Regions from separate parts of the Zea mays genome. Here region 2 is linked to region 1. A link is a contact called in public Hi-C data. All regions are on one chromosome and are shown on one strand. Each heading gives the region's core, a stretch centred on a gene start, on an enhancer-like site or on the middle of the called end of the contact. The rest is flanking DNA. Distances are from core to core; before and after follow the strand shown.

Region 1 (3,035 bases), core at 77-2,576:
GTGAAGTATGGGAAAAATGATTTTATGTATTAACATAATATGTTTTTATGTTGCAACTTATAAATTGTTCTTTAGCTCACTCCTCTATAATAAAAATGTAGCACATAAATATCTCCAACATATTACTAATAACAGTATACAAATATTTCTCATATAAAATCATATTAGCTTAATTGATCTTTGCCTAAATTAAATTATTATTATTAGAATGGAATTCAATCCAAATGGGGCGTTAAAGATTATCTTTCGTAAATAACACTTTCCTTCGTTTCACAGAACAAAATCAGGACTGCTTAATTTTGGTTAAAGATTAGGATCAGTATGGTAAAGAGAGAGAGAGAAGGTCATGCTTGAGGAGAGCCGCCGGGGGAGTAGACACAAAATAAAATAAAGCCCTCCTCCAACTGGCACCACCTGTGTGTCGGTGGGTGGGTCAAACCAAAATCCCAAATAAATTTCAGCGCTGCAGTTTTGATTTTTGAATGTAGATGGTTCACGTAGGTACGTACGATGGCACGAATTCATCCGTCCATTCGGTAATTAAATTTCTTGTTGAATATTTGATCAGTTACATTACATTACGTACGTTACATTAGAGAGACGGACGCTGATCTTTTTTTTTTTTTGAGGGGGTGAAAAAGAAAAGGGAAGCAGAGACGGATGGAGTGATCCGCCACTCCATCGGCAAGGGACGTGATGGGAAGCGCTAGGCTGATGAAAGGTGGAGATGGGTTCATTGGTGGTGGCCCGTGGCTGCGGCGCCGGCGCCGGCGCCGTCGGAGAGCATCATCATCCTGACGAACTCGTCGTAGTTGACCTGGCCGTCGCCGTCGAGGTCGGCCTCGCGGATCATCTGCTCCACCTCCTCGTCCGTGAGCTTCTCGCCGAGGTTGATCATGACGTGGCGGAGCTCGGTGGCGGAGATGTACCCGTTCTGGTCCTTGTCGAACACCTTGAACGCCTCGCGCAGCTCCTCGTCGGGGTCGGCGCCGCCGCCGGCGCCGCCCCCCGCGGTCTTGCGTGCCATGAGGCCCAGGAACTCGGCGAAGTCGATGGCGCCGTTGCCGTCGGCGTCGGCGTCGCGGATCATCTCGCGCAGCTCCTCCGCGCTGGGCCGCTGCCCCTGCAGCGACCCCATCACCGTCGCCAGCTCCTCCACCGTGATGCACCCGTCGCCGTCCTTGTCGAAGAACGCGAACGCCTCCCGGAACTCGGAGATCTGCTCGGGGTTCAGCAGGTCCATGCTCTCTCTCTCTCGCTGACTGTGACTGTGGCGATGGCTGTGGTGCTGGCGAGGTGTGTGTGTGGCAGAGGAGGCTTGGGTTTTTGGTGCAGCGGAGGGGATGCGGTGGGCGGGCGATTTTATAGGTGGGAGGGGACAGGAGGAGCTGGCATGCTCATTGACTTTTCCATACAGGACAGAGCGTCTCTTTTTACTCAGTCAAACTGCAGATCTGCTGCCTAGCGAAATGGCGTTCAACGGAAGAAAGTGCACGAAAAGAGAAAAGGGAGAGACCATGAATCAAATCACAAATGGCGACCAAAGAAACTCAATCAACAGCAAACACAAAAAGAGGAGAAAAAAGGGTTTGGAGAAGATGGATCAACACGGTCGGGTCGGGCCGTGTTTTCGTGCCAAATGCTGTGGGTATATAATGGGAAAATACACCAGTAAGTACTACTAGCTTCTGGAGAACGGAAAGACCACCCCGCTTATCTTTTTGCCCTCATGTGTCAGCTCGAGTTCGTGTCGTTTAATCAAATTCACTTGGATGACGGGTTCCAAACTTTCCGGACTTTATCTATCGTTACATCATAATTTTTACTCGCTATGTTTCGATTTATAATTTATTTGACTTCTTAACGATTTATAATTTGTTTGACTTCTTAACACGAATTTTGACTGGGTCATCTTATTAAAACCTATAATTATTATTAATTTTTACTATAATATTATTTAGCATATAATATATTTTAATTATGACTTTGATTTTTCCTTTTTCACAAAAAATGAATACGACCTGCAGCTCAAATTTGGTAAAAAAATAACTAAATTATAATCTATACTACTTATTAAGACAGTAACAGTAGTCTGTCGTTCGCTAATCTACACCGTCAGTCCATCCTCCACCATCGTTCATCACAAATCCCGCCGCTCGATTCGAGGTCCACCGCCCGCTCGACCATCCCCCTCCCAAGGCTGAATCCGCCAACCACTCGTCCATCGCCCAATCGTCCATCGCAACCCCCTCCTCCCCCGCTCGACCCTCGTCCAACCGCCGCCGCCCATGCCCAGAGGTCCTTGAAGGCGCGGCGCGATGCCAGTGCGATCCTTGAAGGCGTCAGCGCCCGTGAGCAGCGCGACCTCATTGACCTCGCTCCAGAGCTTCTGGACGGCGCCGAGGCGGCGGCGACCGAGGCCATGGCCGTGGCGAGCGTGGCAGAATCCGGGAAGGAGCGGTTCGGCTTGCGGTCGCTCTTGCGCGAGGGCGCGGCGGAGCCGTGGTCCGCGGCGCGCTCGCGACGGGAGCTAGGGTTAGGGTTCGGGGAGCGGCGACGATCCTGGGAGCGGCCGCGGGACTTGGAGCAGGAGGTGCGTTTCTTGGAGCGCGGGGTGGAGGCGCGGAGGCGCACGGCGGCAGCGGAGGCGGAGGCGGCTTCGTCCATGGCGTGCAGGGAAGGCTGCTTGGAGGGCATCGACGGTGTGGGGGCGAGGGCTCTCCCCCACTACGGCCACGTCTGGCGGCAGCAAGAACAACTACTGGGACTACCTCATCGAGGAGGAGAAGGGGCAGCGACAGGCACTTTTCTCCCACCTCTCACATCTATTCCACACATCCTGTGGAGACTATAAATCACAAGTTATTTTACAACTGATCAGTATGACATAGAAACTATTTTATTTTTTAGCATTCAGAGCGTCCTACAAAGATAATGCACTTAGTGTGAGTGGTTGATAACCTGAAATTTTAATGTCACCTAGCGTGTCATGATGCCACTAATACTGACACAACTATATCTACTTTGCTGCTATC
Region 2 (2,885 bases), core at 256-2,755, 150 kb before region 1:
CGAGTGGTTCCCTTCGAACATGCCCGACCTCCTTTGTCAGGTTCCGCCACGCCCGACCCTGGGCTCGGTGTCGTGGGGTTGGACCGGGAGTTAATCCTTTTAGGGTTGATGTATCTGCCTCTCCTAACTAACTAACTAATGGGCCCCAGTGATTACAGGCTCCTTTTCTTAGTGCACTATCTGACTGGCGGGTCCTAGGAACCAAGCATCATTTCTCCGATAGTAATATAGACACGATGTAAGTGATAGTCGGAGTGCTAGAGGGGGCTATGCACGAGGTGAGGTTGTGGGTTCGATTTTCACGGGCCACGTAGCCACGAATTTACATGAAAAATGCTGTGACTTGCGACTTGAACACAGACAGGTAGGCAGGGCCTCCCCTAAAAGAAATAACTTCTTTTACTATTTTGAACCTCATTTTATGTTCTTGAAAAAGGTTTTTTCTTCTTTTGTGTCTTGGACTTTTTCTTGATACTTGTAAGTCTTCCATGATTCTTCTAATGTCTTCTTTTGAGATGTTGCTTCCTCATTACCTTAGTTCAAGTTCACTTTGTATCATGTGAACTATAAATATAAATACTACCAAACACATTAGTATACAAGGTTATATTGACCAACAAACACCAAAATCATATAGTTAAATGGGCTGAGTTCTATTTTACTTACAGACTAGTCTAATGCCTGTGCAGCCTATATTTTTTTTATTTATATACTACCTCCGTTCACAAATATATGACACCGTTGATTTTTTCGAAAACTTTAACCACTCATCTTATTTAAATTATTTATTCAAAAATATAAAATTTTAAGTTAAACACAAACTAAATAAAACAAATAAAAAATAAATGATAACTTATTATTTTTTTAATAACACGAGTGGTCAAAGCGCGTGCTGTTTCCGTTTTAAAATAAAGTCTATTCCTAAGCTAGGTTACAATGCATGAACACCACGCGCCCCTACCATCCAATTAATTTGCTCCAGTTTCGCTATTTTATTGTACGAATCTATAGACTCATCGTTTAAGGCGTATTTGTGAGCTGCGTCCGCCCAGCAAGTTGCGATATTTGACCTGCAGCAGAATAGCTAGCTTACCTAGAGAGGTGTGAGGTCACAATGTCACATCAAGTTCAAGGCGTATGCAGAGCAAGCTGTTCATAACTGGCAAGGACTCCCTTCCTGGAAATGGAGCAGGCTAGGCCACAGCATGAGAGCCTAGTCCACAAGGAATTTTTTTTTTTTTGAAAAAAACGCCTAGCTGGCCAGCTAGCAGCTGAAAACTTTTGCATTGCATGCATCCATATAAATATCCATATAAAAATACATATGTATATTAGTAGTATCTTCAATTCTATACGAGCACGCGCGTGTACGTACGTACAATGATGCTACTCCTATCCTATGGACGAGAAGCTAGCAAAATTTGAAGCTGCGTGTCCACCATGCAAACGCACACATCTTCCGAGCGAGGAGTAGAGACTAGAGAGCAGCAGGCGAGCGCGCGACAGCCTACGCTTCGGCCGGGCCCGGGCATCGCTGTTGCATTGCTCTGCATGCCGCGCGCGCGCGTCCAGGATTTCAGACGACGGCGACGTGCAGTAGAGTACAAGTAAAAATACCAGCCCACAGCAAGAGCAAGCATGCATGGAGCAGAGGCTAGCGTCCACAGTGCATGCATGCGTGCTTCGGTCGCCGCGCCATTTGTGGGATCTGGAACCTGCTGCCGCCGGTGGTGGATCGCCGGTGCAATAACCCCTGCGTCCAACAACAACAGCATCGGTCGTCGTCCTGAGTCATGACACCGTGCGTGCCCGTCGTCGTCGTCTCTCGCATTCCACTAGTACAGAGAAGTTCTATAGTGGCGGTTGTAAATCTATTTATAGTGGCGTTTTTCGTAACCGCCAGTGCTAGTGGCCAGTAGAAATCATCATTTTTACAGGCGGGTAACTGAGGACCGCCAGTGAAAATCGATTTTCACTGGCGGTCGGCGTAATAAAACCGCCAGTGAAAATCGTTTCCAGGAAACATAAAACATATTTTAAAAATAGTTAAAAAATTTATTTTTATTAGGCCCACCCCACCCGCAAGTTGCGGCATTTTTCGCGCGCTACGCGGTTGTTAGTATTCGAACCGTCGACCTCACCCTCGCGTGTACTCTCCCCTACCACTCCGTCTATGACATGTCTTGTGTCTAGTTTGTAGTTGTTTTCTCCACATATTACAACCATTTGAGTGTAAATTGCTTATTTGAGACCCTAAACGAATTCAAATAAAAAAGTTGTCAACTACAAAGATAAATAACTTTTGAAGTTCTACAACTTTTATTTTGACACTTTTTTCATCCGAGGTAGTTTGCAAAATTTGAATTTTAAATTTGACATACTTAGATTCAATTTTTGAGAACCGAAATGAGTTCAAACAAAAAAGTTGTCAACTACAAAGTTTCATAACTTTTAGAGATCTATAACTTTTATTTTGGTGGTTTTGTCATACGAGGCCGTTTGAAAAACTCGAAAAATTAAGGATAAAAATGATTTCTAGTGGCGGTTCCTTAAGAAAACCGCCACTACAAATCATGGATTTCTACTGGCGGTTTTCTTAAGGAACCGCCAGTAGAAATACGATTTCTAGTGGCGGTTTTCTTAAGAAACCGCCACTAGAAATAACACAGTCGGTGGATAACCGAAACCGCCTGTAAAAATATATCGTCCCCGCAGGTTTTGAGCCTTTTTGTACTAGTGTTCCTTGCTCGCAACGACTATACTGCTTCTCTGTATTTCTCGGACGACGATGATGATCTGATGGAACATGTGGCAATTGGCATGGCAATGGTGTGGTCCTCCTGATAGCTACAAGCTGGCAAGCTAGCTAGCGTGCCTACTCGATC

Evidence for each region. Hi-C and Micro-C count contacts between places; a contact is called where the count stands out from the background.
Region 2: a contact with region 1 is called in a Hi-C map of leaf, with 4 times the contacts expected there. The contact joins the enhancer-like site here to the promoter of LOC100280399 in region 1. A contact is called at or near these places in 3 of 25 Hi-C or Micro-C datasets (ear, leaf and tassel).

Annotation. Positions count from the first base shown.
Region 1 is chr3:120,295,483-120,298,517 of Zm-B73-REFERENCE-NAM-5.0, reverse strand. It overlaps LOC100280399, which reads right to left and starts at 1,326. Exons shown (of 1, transcript NM_001153322.2): 1 at 529-1,326. The coding sequence starts at 1,243. The coding sequence ends at 734.
Region 2 is chr3:120,449,276-120,452,160 of Zm-B73-REFERENCE-NAM-5.0, reverse strand. No RefSeq gene overlaps it. Among protein-coding and RNA genes, the nearest start is that of LOC111347723, 39 kb to the left of the region's middle. Within about 2 kb of position 1,505, at least 14 of the 20 cell types and tissues checked have an H3K27ac peak or open chromatin away from gene starts, as enhancers often do. A contact at or near this core is called in ear, leaf and tassel, where this site is marked.